2 separate regions of the Sus scrofa genome follow, and region 2 is linked to region 1. Evidence: chromatin contacts called from public promoter capture Hi-C data. All regions are on one chromosome and are shown on one strand. Each heading gives the region's core, a stretch centred on a gene start, on an enhancer-like site or on the middle of the called end of the contact. The rest is flanking DNA. Distances are from core to core; before and after follow the strand shown. Region 1 holds the start of AIDA (axin interactor, dorsalization-associated protein). Region 2 holds the start of CNIH4 (protein cornichon homolog 4).

The links. Promoter capture Hi-C pulls out the DNA fragments that hold promoters and counts their contacts.
Region 2: a promoter capture Hi-C map of liver shows a contact between it and region 1, with 9 times the contacts expected there. The contact joins the promoter of CNIH4 here to the promoter of AIDA in region 1. A contact is called at or near these places in 1 of 5 promoter capture datasets (liver) and 1 of 2 datasets of contacts at active chromatin or transcription factors (alveolar macrophages).

What each region holds. Positions count from the first base shown.
Region 1 is chr10:11,463,285-11,470,154 of Sscrofa11.1, reverse strand. AIDA (axin interactor, dorsalization-associated protein) reads left to right here and starts at 3,306. Exons shown (of 10, transcript XM_003130513.6): 1 at 3,306-3,630. The coding sequence starts at 3,521. It overlaps BROX (BRO1 domain-containing protein BROX), which reads right to left and starts at 3,982. Exons shown (of 13, transcript XM_013980031.2): 1 at 2,902-3,982; 2 at 215-334. The coding sequence starts at 315.
Region 2 is chr10:12,684,985-12,691,748 of Sscrofa11.1, reverse strand. It overlaps CNIH4 (protein cornichon homolog 4), which reads right to left and starts at 2,916. Exons shown (of 5, transcript XM_021064385.1): 1 at 2,728-2,916. The coding sequence starts at 2,796.

The sequences.
Region 1 (6,870 bases), core at 2,057-4,556:
GTTTTAGCCTCTCTGGGACTCACTTAGTGATCTAAAATTGAAGACCCAGTTTAGATAATGTACTCCTTAACATCTCAAGTTGTTTATAAGTTTACAAAGAATCTAAGGTGAAGGACAGTGTGCTCCACACTCGTGCACTGTGCATGGCCCTAAAAAAGAACCCTGTCTCCAAAGATGGCTCAATCTACGCCTGTGGAGGCTGACTAAAACCTACCTGCAAATTTTTGAAGCAGCAGGGCCAGTGATGACGCCATAGTAGTTAAAAGAGACAGGAGCTGTGGCTTTTAATGGGTTCCTATGAAACCAATGTGTCATTTTCTCCAGATGCTTTTGCCTACGGACAAAAAAGAAATGTATAAAAATTAAAACACCTTTGCTATAATGATACTAAAACAATACTTTTATTTTTTTTAATTTTTATTTACTTATTTATTTTTTTACTTTTTAGGGCTGCACCTACAGCATATGGAGGTTCCCAGGCTAGGGGTCTAATCAGAGCTGTAGCCACTGGCCTACACCACAGCCACAGCAACACCAGATCCAAGCTGCGTCTGCAACCTACACCACAGCTTGCGGCAACACGAGATCCTTAACGCACTGAGCGAGGCCAGGGATCGAACCCACAACCTCATGGTTCCCAGTCAGATTCATTTCCATTGTGCCACAACGGGAACTCCTAAAACAATACTTTTAAAGATAAAAGTTTAAAGTTACTACAGAATATACACATTTTAATATAAGTATATATGAGACATATACATAAATAAAATACTTCATTGCTCTAAGTCAGTCTGGTTTTAGTTGCCTATTTATAGCAGCCTATGTTTAGATTAAAAAAAAAAAAAAAACCCCAGCATTTGGAAATGTGCTCAGAGTAACTGCAATGTTAAATATACTAAAGCAGTGATGATTAAACCTTAACGTACATAAAAATCACCACGGTAGGGGGTAGGGGTTCTTGTTAAAATGCAGCCTCTGATTCAACAGTCTAGGGTAGGACCTGAGCTGGTGATGCTGCTGGTCCCTAAACTACAGCTCTGAGTAGCACAGTACTAGACTGTGGCTGGACAGCTGCAAATAAGAACACAGGACCAGAGAATATAATTCCAAAACAGGTTCAAATGGTGCCCTTTATTTAGACTGCTAAGGTTACCTGAAAGAAATGGGTTTAAAATTAACTGTATTTTCTACAAGACACTGCAGATGCCAAGTTGTAGCATGTGTGCTATAATAAATATGCTTTCCACAGAACAGCTAATAAGAGTTTAATGACAAAAACAAGCACATAATGCTCGGTCAATAATGTCTCTTCCAAACACCAAAATATCTGGAAAACTACCTTAGTGAAATGCCAACTTAAAAAATTGAATCCCACACCTTTTAGTTCAAAAAAAAAAGAAAGGAGTATGTCACTTGTTTAAAGTCTTTGGGTAGACAAAGAAGATAATACAGGACAGTCTAACTGAAGATTTAAACATGGCGAGTGGATTCCAGCAAGTAAGAGCCTAGAAATCTGAAGGCATTATACAATGTCGTTCATTGACTTTTCTTACTGGGAAAAGGCTGCACGGTGTAAAAAATACCTACTTTATTCATTTATTTATTTATGTCTTTTTTTAGGGCTGCAGCTGTGGCATATGGAAGTTTCCAGGCTAGGGTTCCAATAGGAGCTGTAGCTGCCGGCCTACACCACAGCCACAGCAACAGCAGATCCAGGGCTGTGACCTACACTACAACTCATGGCAACGCTGGATCTTTGACCCACTCAGCGAGGCCAGGGATCAAATCCACGTCCTCATGCACCCGGTTGTTACCGCTGACCAGGACGGAAACTCCAAAATACCTACTTTAAACATCTCCCTTACCATATTTATTCAAAGCGAAACCGGTTTTGGAGAGCACCAGGTACTTAAGAAAGAGAAAATGCATTGCGTATTCAACGAAAAATTGAGCAAGTTCATTTACGACTCAAAACGTTTAAGGTTCTTCAAAAACATATAACCTTCTAAACAATATCCATATAAACTTCCTTTATCACCTAAGTAAACTAATACACCATCTCTGCGCACATAAAACCAAGCCTTCTAGTGATAATGGCACACAATACTCTTGATTGTGACAACAAATTTTCTACAAGTACTCTTTGAAGGCGACCTCCCATGTCCTGGATGAGGATGTCTGAAGTTCTGAAAATCTTAACCTCAGCAACGCAGGGGTGGGTACCGTGCTCTCCGCCCCGTCGGATCCCTCGGGGTCAGAGATCCGACTCCAGTGTTCGACCTTTCCGAGGGTGGGTGGAAGGACGACACACCCACCTGCAGGTGTGACGGAGCCTCTACAGCCACCAGCACAAGAGTCGGATCGAGGCTGCCACCTAACCCGCCTCTTCCCGAGGAATCCGATTACTGATACGGGTCCACCCACTCAGGAGACCCTGGGTCTCCCGAGGAACCTACCTCAGTGCCGCCCCCGAGGCTCGGAACCTCCACTTCCTGTTTACCACCCAGCCTCTTCCTCCGGTGCCCCTTCCGCCTTAACGTAGGAGTTGCGCAGGCGCACACCCTAGCGTGCCCTGCCTGAGCAGACATTTTTGTGGAAAGCCGATACTATCTACCCGAAAGAGGCAAGCAGAAGGCGATTAGGCAACCCCCCATTTAGCTTGTAAGATCCCCGTGTTAGTGGAAACGCGGACAACAGGATTCGGCAAACCTAGATGTTTATAGCATTGATTAGCGGGACCAGTACGGATTTTTTCTCATTTGTTTCAAGGATACTTTGGGGACCACAATCCGGGAGTCTGTAGAGATGGTGTAAAAGGAGGTGATCCTATAGGTTGGGACTCCGTGGAGACAACAGGGGTAGGGATAGCACTGGCAACATCCATCCTCATGACAAACTTACCGGATCTCTCGGAGTCTGCACAGTAGCCCTTCTGAGGGAAGAAAGGCAATATCCGAGTCCTAAAACGAAAAGGGGTGGGAGTCGGGACTACCGAACTAGAGCGACGGGAAACCAGGCCTGCGCGAGCTGGGTCACGTGGCACGACAGCCATGACAGCTACCGAGGCGGCAGTAGCACGGTGCTTAGGGGCGGGGACGGCCGCATTGGGGCAGCCCCCTTACGACACTCAGTTCCTCATCCATTTCTTAGATACTCCTCTAAGGGCGTTCCTCTTGAGCTCGGTCTCTCCTCCAGAGACGAAGAGCGGAGCTAGCAGAGCCTCCCGAGCGCAGCAAGAATGCCACGATAGCAATGGCTGCCGCTCGGGGGCGCGGGGCGGCCTCAACCTAACGCGGGGGCGGGGCCTCGGAGGCGGGGCCTCGGCGGGGCGGCCTCCTCAGAGCCGCAAAGTTTGGCTGTGGCGGCAAATGGGCTTGGGCGGCTCCTTGGCGGGTGGCGGCGGTGGCCGTAGCGGTTCCTCCCGGCCCTGTTAATGTCGGGGCCAGGCCCGGGGAGGATGGCGCCCTAGAGCCCGGCCTTGCTGGGGCAGGGGCGGGAGGGGACGGGGTGGGCACCGGCCATGTCGGAGGTGACCCGGAGCCTGCTGCAGCGCTGGGGCGCCAGCTTCAGGCGAGGCGCCGACTTCGACTCCTGGGGCCAGCTGGTGGAGGCGATAGACGAATATCAGATGTGAGTGCCCCGCGGCGGAGCGGCCCGGGCGGGCTCGGCGGCCGCCCCTTCCCCTGGCGGCGTCTCTCCGCACTTTCTGCAGCCTGGGCTTCGCAGGGCGGGGCCCCGCAGCCCTGGCCCCGGGGACGGCGGTCCGCCCTCCGCCTCCGCAGGGCCAGTTCCGTGCAACAGGTAGCCCTTCTTTGCCGGGCGCCGGCCCTGAGGGCCAGTCCTTAGTTCCTTCCACCGTCTCGCGGATCCCCGCTCTGCAGCCAGTTCCCTTTCCTGCTTTTTTCCGCTTCTCCGGGTGGCCGCCCCTCGGCTTCTCTGGGAGTCTCTGTGGAATACTCGTGTGAGGGGCCTTGCTCCGCGTACCGTGCCCGCCTCCTCGCGTGGGTGGGACAGACGGGCACTGCTGGCGGCGGACCGAGGGGGTGTCCCCAGGAAGCAGCGAGGCGGGAGGTGTCTCATCAGCTGGGAGGAAGGTCCCCTCTCGCGCCCCTTCTCCACCCCTCTTTCTGGTGAGCCGTGTTTTCCCAATTCACCTCGATTCTGTTTCGGTTTCTGGGACTGTTATTTGCTGGGCGGTGTCAGTCCCACCCGCCCCCTCGCTCGGTGGCTCTGGGTGGAGTCCGCGCAGGATGTGAACAGAAGAGAGCAAAATGTGAATTAATAGACTACGCGCAGGAGCCACCACTCCCTCTTTGGGTCCCTCCTCCTTTTCCTGTGTATGATGTGTAGCCGTAGGGTACACGCGAGCACCAGGTTCTTTGATCCACCGAAATCCAACTTCTTTCCCTTTCTGGTTGCCTCCCAAAACTTAAGGGATGTTTTTAAAATTAAAAGAGAAAGTTTGCGTATGCATAAAACGTTGCCCTTTTCTAGCACATTTCGCTGAAAATAAGAACTGCCTGCTAAATTGCTATTGTTTGCAAACTGTTGCCATCAATTACTTCTCAGTTTTAAAGAAAGTTATCGTTTAAAACCATGTAGTAAAATCTTCCCCCGCCCAGTGTTTTTTGGAAAGAATACAGGAGTAGTGCTTGGAAGATCTCAACCCTTTATTCTTTGCAGTAGTTGTCTACAGTAGTTAATCGGACCGCTAAAGATAATTTAAAATCAGTTCCACCTCATCTTACTGCCTTGGAATTGCCTGTAGGTTTAAAAAGCCCTGCAACCCATCGTACTCTGGGAACTTTTGCCTTGTGTAACAACTGCTGGCGTTTGTTTTACACTTCAGTTGATTTCACTTGCTCTTGCGAAGGCTCAGGGAGGATAATAATATTATTCCTATTTTGCAAATGAGGAAACTGAAAGCTCAGGCTAATAGGATTACCTAGGGTCACAGAACTATACCACTGAAGTCTGGGGTTTTTTTTTGTTGTTATTAAGTTCCAAATTCTGGCAGCTCTACTGTGGATGTATAAGACATTTTATTTACGAGGTGGAAGTAAATTGAACCAATTAAATGTCCTTCATCATAGAGAAGGATCCTTCCAGACCGTAGCCAGTTAGGCAGGGAGCATCTCTGTACTTGTTGTGTGTGTTAACCAGCAAATCCTGAAATCTAAAGCGGCCTCTCACGTGTGAAGGGGCGGGATTTCACAGCTGTTGGCGCTCAGCAGCAGCCCTCCCAATGGAAAGAATACCATGTCCAATTGAAATTACAAAGGAAAATTGAATATGCAAGCTGTTTAGCTGGAATTTCTAGAAACATCTCAATAAGAGAGTAATAGGCTTGGACAAATCCATTGTTGAACCTCAGTTACTAAATTTGGAACTGCCTGATTCAGAGTAGTTCTCAAATTATTATGTAAACCACCTGCATCAAATTTGAGGAGAAGTATATAATGATTGGCTTAAACTTCGTGGACGTACAGGCTATATGTAAAATGAGGTTGACTTTAAAATTAACATATTCAGGGAGTTCCCGTTGTGGCTCGGCTGGTAATGAACCCAGCTAGTATCCATGAGATGCAAGGTCGATTCCTGGACCTGCTCAGTGGGTTAAGGATCTGGTGTTGCCGTGAGCTTCGTCGCAGGTGGAAGACACAGCTCAGATCTGACATTGCTGTGGCTGTGGTGTAGGCTGGCAGCTGTAGCTCTGTTTAAACCCCTAGACTGGGAACTTCCATATGCCGCAGGTGCGGCCTAAAAAGAAAAACAAATAAGTAAAATTAACATACTCAAAAATGAAAGGCAAGTTCCCAGGCCAGGGATCAAATCTGAGCCACAGCTGCAGCAGCTCGGAATCCCCAACCTTCTGTGCAGGCTGCGGTCGGCTGCAGAGACAACGCTGGATCCTTAACCCCTGCACCGCAGTGGAAATGCCAAGTGTTTTTTTGTTTTGTTTTTGAATTGTCTGTGAGAAAGGCTGCAGAACGGGAGACCATTTGGGGGCCACCAAGTGATGTGAAAAAGAATGGACAGGATTTCACTCCTGTTTCACCCCTGACTGGATAATTGAGAGAGGAGGAGGAGTCTGGAGAACGGGTCTTTCTCAGCGGGGAGGCAGCGGTGTCTTTACAGTCATCCTGCGGGAGTGGATCACGGGATGGGGACGTTGGGGAGGCAGTGAACATGTCTGTATTCATCATAAGGTAAGAACAACTTCCAGTGTCATCCCTCAGCAAGTGAGAGCTGGGCAGGCAGAAATGAGGACGATTTGATTTCCGCCCTCAAAGCGCTGAGTCTCTGGCGGGCTTTGGAGCCCCCGGGTGTTGCTGCTGCAGAAGGGTGCCAAGAGCAAGTGCCCTGCTCCCGCCGTTTCCGTTTCCGGAAGCGCTTCCACCCTAAGGCCTCTGTCCTTTCTCTGAGCTGTGGTGCAGGTTGCAGATGGGGCTCGGATCCCACATTGCTGTGCTGTAGGCCGGCAGCTGTAGCTCATGTTGGACCCCTAGCCTGGGAACCTCCATATGCTGCAGGTGCAACCATTAAAAATGGAAGGAAGGAAAATTATGCATGGCCTCTTAAAAACAACTCCATCTAGCAGGCCACCTCTCTGAGCATTGGGGGTGCAGCCTCCTGCCCTCTCTAGAGCAGTACAGACACTGCTGCCCAGAATCGGCTCTTCACAGGATCGGTCCTGAGGTGTTAATCCAGCCCACAGATGCTCAGTAGATACTGGTGAGATGAATGGGTGAGTTTGAAGATCGGGTGACACTTGTTAATCATCAGCCTCACTCTGCCTTATATCAGCGCTTCTCAAAGCGTCGTCCCGGGTCTTTGCTGGTCTGAAAATTGTTACTCCTCTGCAAGAAG
Region 2 (6,764 bases), core at 1,667-4,166, 1.2 Mb before region 1:
CAGGTCCTATCAATCATTTCTTTCTAGCACCACTTACATTAATTCCTTCTTTCACCTGCCCACAATTAGCGACCCATTTCAAAACCCAGATGAACCCATTCCCTGATGGTTTCTTACCTTCCAATCTTTTCTGTTTCCAACCCACTCTGCAGGCTTATCTTCCTAATACATCACTTTGTTTTATGTCAAAATGCTTCAATGGCTCCCTACTGCCTAGAGAATAAAAGTGAAAGCCCTCCTTGCCCTAACATTCAAACCCTCCAACATCTAATCGAATCCAGCCTTTCCAAACCTGCCCTTCTGCTGCCGGCCAAATCAACCAAGTGCTCCAGATGGCCTATTCCTCCATCACCAGAAATGCCATGAACACACCTGTCTGCAGCTTTGCTCTTTCCTGAATCTGATTTTAAATATCCACCCTTTTCCTTCTCTACACGTTTTCTTCCCAGTTCAAAGTCCATGAAAACTCTTATCCTTACAGAATGTATACCCTGATGATTTTCCACCTCTTGGCTCTAATATTAAGCTAGTGCAACTATTCCAAAATACAGTAATGTGTTCATCAAAACACACCCTAAATGTAACTTAACGTCTGAGTCTAATATTCCACCTGTGTCTATGTACATAAATTGGTATAAACCAAGGCTTTTTAAATTATCGAGCCTAGTTTTCCAAACTGCAGTAAGAGAAATCTAAGTTTCATTTCTCCAAATTTAAGCTCGGTTCCTTATGCCACAAAAGGGAGTTAGGTCATCAAAATGTTCTAAACAATGCTGCCCTTTCAGTCTGTTTGCCAAGCCCCAAAAATGCAGTTCTCCTCATTACAAATCGTCAGTTAAAGTAAAAACTGCTGCTCAGTAGGGGTGAGGGAGGAAGAAGGCAGAGCAGTATTTACTAAACATCAGTCATGGGGCAGGTTTTGGGCTGCTAGGTGCTTAACACGCTCTCATTGTGCACACATACATCTGAGAAGTAAACATTCCTCCCATTTTATTTTTTTGTTACGCCCATGGCATGCAGAAGTTCCCAGGCCAGGACTGAACCTGCACCACAGCAGTGACCCAAGCCACAGCAGTGACAACAGTGGATTCTAACCCAAACAGCTACCAAAGACTCCTCTCCCCATTTTAAAGATAAGAAAACTGAGGCTTAGGAGTTCCCATTGTGGCTCAGTGGAAACAAATCCAACTAGTATCCATGAGGATTTGGGTTGGATCCCTGGCCTCACTCAGTAGGTTAAGGATCCAGCATTGCCGTGAGCTGTGGTATAGGCTGCAGATTCAGCTCAGATCTTGCATTGCTGAGGCTGTGGTGTACACCTGCAGCTACAGCTCCCATCAGACTCCTAGCCTGGGAACCTGAGGGTTCAGCCCTAAAAAGTTAAAAAAAAAAAAGAAAGAAAGAAAGAAACTGCGGCTTAAAAAAACAGACAAAAATAAAGAGAAAACTGAGGCTTAGAGAGGTGAAGTATTGTGCATAGCAAATAACTAAGGAGCCCCGATTCCGAATTCTGTCCTTCCCACTTGGACAGGTTGCCTATCCATAACAAAGCATGAAGCCACACTGAAAACATACTCTGTACCATCAACCTAAAGCCAAAATGCTCTGGCAAACAAAAAGTTTAATTCTGTCAGAAAGGGTCCCTTGCAATTTACAAGGGAAAAAAATTAAAAGCAGATTATCTCATTTTTTTTTTCTAGCTTACACTTGGATTGTGCATTATATCACTGGGCGACAACGAAGCCTAGATGCTCCCTCAAGAATAGGGAAGAGTTTAGTCTCCACATCTTCCAGAGTGCTAACTTCAACGACTATTTACTGCCCTGGAAAATACAGTCTGAATACTGTAGCGTGAACAGCTATACAAAATACGGAAGTTTCAAACATGTACCGATACGGAAAAGAATAAAAGTTGAGAAATGACTGAGAACTAAATCTCGCGTATAGTTACTCAATTCACAGATGTGCAACCGACAGGGGTATCCAAAAAAATCACCTGCAGGTGGTTCTTACAACAAGCCCTTCCCAACAACTGCCTACGAAACGGCGTCGTGAAGAAAACATTTTCACTCGTTTTTGAAATGAATGAGTCAACTCCTGGACGTGAAAGGCCCCTACAAGTTTCAATACCCGAGAGAACAAAGGGGCGGACAGCGCGGGGTGTCGCCCCGAGAATGACAAGAGGCGGCAAATAGCCTCCACCGGGCTCAGCGCGAGACTGTTCACGAGCGACCGCCCCGGGATGTAGGTCGTGGGCCGCCGCTCTCGGGACCCCGGGAATCCCTCGAAGGGCCTGGCCCAGGGGAACTGCAAGAAAATCCGCGACCCTTTTAACTCTCGAGCGCCAAAAAAGGAGGAAAACCGCGACCCCTCTCCCCTGAGAGCAGCAAACCCAGGCCAAGTGCCAGGCCCCCAGGCTGGGCACAGCGCGTCCCGGCGTCTTGGGGACGAGCAGAGGCGGGCAGGCCAGGCCGGGCGCTTCAAGAGGAAGGCCTGCTCAGACCCCCGGGGGAGGGGCGGCCAGCGGCCCAAGCACAGCAGCCGAGGCCCTCCTCCCGCCCAGGCTCACCACATCGGTCACCGCGGGCCGAGCCAGCGCCGGGGGTACCGCGCGGCCGCCTCTTGCACTACCACGCACCTGCCCTGTCCCCCATCCGGACCCAACCCCAGCCCGCCCCTTGGGCGGAGGGCCCTATGCCGGCCTCCGCCTGCCTTAGGCAAGGATACGAAGTACACCGAGAGGAAGATGAGCGCGCAACAGTCGAGGAGCGAGAAAACGAACACCACCGCCTCCATCCTCCTCCTCCTTCTCGGCCGCCGCCGTTGCCGCGCCTCTCCTTCCGTCAAACCCGCTCTGGGGCCCAGAAGCAGCCGGGCCTCGCCCCGCCCCGCCCCTGATAGGCCCTTGCTCCGGCCTGTCGGGGCGAGTAGTTCACCTCCCCGGGGTGCGGCATGCCGGGAGTTGTAGTCCTTTAAAAAAAACTACAGCCATAATTCTGATGCATGCTGGGAAATGTAGTTCTGAAGTTTGAATACCTATCAAAGAAGTGGGTGGGCTTTCTATCCTAAATCTGATTAAGGAGTATTTTCTGAACGCTTGTAATCTTCTGGATGCCCCGTATAATTTCTCTGGTATGCGCTAAGTTTTCTTTTTGTCTTTTTAGGGCTGCACCCACAGAGTATGGAAGTTCCCTGGCTAGGGGTCAATTGGAGTGCTGCTGTGGCCTACACCACAGTCACAGCGAGGCCAGATCCAAGCTCAGTCTGGGACTTACACTGCAGCTCTCGAAACGCAGGATCCTTAACCCACTGAGCCAGGCAGGGATGGAACCAGCATGCTCAGGATACCAGTCGGGTTGGTTTCTGCTGAGCCGCAACAGGAACTCCCTAAATTTTCTTTAGACTACACTCTAGACCTGGGGGATCCCCTGACTTGGGAATGGTAAGAGGTTTTTTTAATCTCAAATTTCACATCTAACTTCAACACTCTTGGCTTGGCAGTTGAGACTTGTCCTTTCTGATCCAGTTTCTCTGGAGATTTCACAATCTCTTGCTTATTCTCTGTTACGACAATGTTTCCACTCTAGAATTTAGCTTCTTTAAAAACTGAATGTGTTGTCATCTATTCACTTAACACTTATTTACCGACTCCACCCCTATTATAGTCCAAGAACTGCTCTAAACTCCAGAGATACAGAGATGAGTAAGGCAGAGAAAATGCTGCTCTTATCCGGTGGGTAGGTGGGAGGATTAGGTAATAAATTAGCAACTAAATATGGAGAAAAGATCATTTCACAGGGTTATAAGCTCTATGAACAATATATCAAAGTCATATATTTATTCAACCAGTATTTTCTGAGCAGCTAGTATATGCCAGGTACTGGAACTTAGAGATAAAGAATGAGTAAAAAAGAAAAAAAAAATCCCTACATTCCTGTAGTTATTTTACAGTGGGGGAGACAGACACATACACACATGCGATCATACATACATCCATCCATAAATATCTGTGACAGGCAGTTATAGTATTTGAAGATGGGGAAGTCTTCTCAGATTGGAGACTGACTGATCAGAGAAGGCCAAGCTGAGGAACTGACATTTAAGTTGAAATCTGAACAATAGCTATGTAAGAGTTTGTGGGCAGAGTGTTTCAGACAGTACAAAGATCCCAGCTGCTCACAGGAACTTTGTGTGTTGAAGGAACAGAAAAAAAGTCAATGTGGCTGAAGTACAATAAATAACAGTGAGTTTTGAGAGAATGTCAGAGGTGGGCAAGGAAAGGTTGCATGGGATCCCTGGCAAGGAGTTTAACTTTTATTCTAATATGATGATAAATTGCTGGGGAGCTTTAGGTATATAAGTACCTTGATCTGATTTCCATTTTAAAAATATCCTTCTGTTTGGTGCACAAAATGTTTCCAAGGGTGACAAGTTTGTCTGCAGGATGACCACTTAGGAGAGAAGAGGATAAATAGGGAGGATAAATTAGTGTGAATGCAAACCAACTGGGTTTGTCCAACACAGCATAGGTTCATGGGATCATAAAGGGTTCATAGGTTAAAGCTAGGTGGACTGCTACCAGATTAGAGACTGGCTGTCATTACACTCCCACTGGACCTTGTACATACCTCTATCAGAGCACTCATTAACTGTCTTCCTTACATGCCTCACCCTCTATGCCTTAAATTAAAATAAAAATAACATTTTGTTAGCTTTTGTATCCCCAGTATCTTCTATCCTGCAAATAGCTGGTGTTTGATAAATGTTTGCCAAATGAATGACCCATACTGACTACAGGAGAGATTTTATCGAAATTAGTCCAGATTTTATTAACATAAACCTTATCTCACATACGTTTCTCTTGAGTTGGAACAGAAAACATAGGCTATCCAATATTCTCTATCTGCTATTTTATCATGAGTGAATAAAAAAAATGGCTCCATAATCAAGGGTTAGAATTACCTAATGAAGATAGCCTTTGTCTCATCTACTTGAAAACTTAAAACATGGTTGCAATGCCAAAACTGTGGAATGCAAAATTTAAGACAGGGAAATAATCAGGATTAAAAAAACAGTTAGTGGAGAGTTTCCACTGTGGCACAGCAGGTTAAGAATCCAGCATTGCTGCAGCTGTACACAGGTCACTGCTGTGGCTTGGATTCAGTCACTGGCCCAGGCACTCCCATGCCGCTGGTGTGGCCAAAAAAAACCCAACGACAACAACCCAATTAGTGGGTGTGTGCGTGCGTGCGTGCGTGTGTGTGTGTGTGTGTGTGTGTGTGTGTGCGAACACGCATTAGAGAATGAGAGAGAGAGACCAAGATTTGCGGTTTAAAATACATATCATATTTCAAAAGTAGAAATTGAACTGTTTCCATTTCCAGTCTGGCATGTGGCTTGGAAGCTACCACTAGGTCCTGATAACAAATAAAATTCAAAGAAACTGAAAAATAAGCTCTTCTTAGGTCCATCAGAGAAGTGAGATCATTGCTCCAAAAATGGGACAGACAAGCCAATACAGAGGAGCACAGCTTACCAGAGCAGAAACACACTAGCAGAAAACCCCATGGAACCAGTACTGGATTAGGAAAACCTGGACTATAATTGATGAGAAGGTGGAGGCTCAGTGTGGACAAGCCTGAATATAAAACCTCAGGGAGTTCCCTTCTTCGATCAGTAGATTGAGAACCCAACTAGTATCTGTGAACATGCAAGTTTGATTCCTGCCCTAGCTCAGTGGATTAAGGATCCCACATTGCCATGAGCCATGGTGTAGGTCACAGACACAGTTTGGAACCCGCATTGCTGTGACTATGGCATAGGCTGGCAGCTGTAGCTCCAATTTGACCCCTAACCTGGGAACTTCCATATGCCATGGGTTCGGCCCTAAAAAGACTCCCCCCCCCCCAAAAAAAAAATCCCTTGGGGAGAGGGTGCAGGGGGAAGGTGAGAGCTTACACTTGTGAGTCTTGCCTCCTATAGTTCTTACCTCCTGTAGTTCTACCAGTCCACAAGAAATCCACTTTAAATAGAAAAGCGCATATGGATTAAAAGTAAAGGGATGGAGAGTTCTCATCGTGGCTCAGGGGAAACGAATCCGACTAGGAACCATGAGGTTGTGGGTTCGATCCCTGGCCTTGCTCAGTGGGTTAAGAATCTGGCATTGCCATGAGCTGTGGTGTAGGTCTAACAAGGGGATAGGGTTGGAGAAAGCTATACTATGCTAACACTAATCAAAAGAAAGCAGGAGAAGCTACAGTAATTTCAGACAGAGCAGTCTTCAGGCCAAAAAATAATTATCAGGGATAAGAAAGAGCACTGCATGATGGTAAAAATTAAATTTGTCAAGAAAACACAACAATCTCTAATGTGTATATGCCTAAAAACAGAGCGTCAAAATGTGTGAGACAAAAATTGACAGAACTGCAAGGAGAAAGAAATGAATCCACTATTACAGTTGGTGACTTCAAGAATTCTCTAACAAATAGATACAGCAGGCAGAAAATCCGTAAGGACATGGCTGAGTTCAACAATACCATCAACCCACTGTATGTCATTGACATCTAGGACAAGTGGATACAACAACAGAATGAGTATTTTTCTTAAACTGAACAGTTCCCTCACTTGCTAGATGGCTTCCTTCAATTGATTCCAGAGAAAGGATACACAGTTGTAAGGATATATGGAGGCCTAGTATTTCTAAGACTAGCTTTGTTCTAGTTCTACTGTGATTGATAGTTTGAGTTAGTTCAGAATCATAGGTG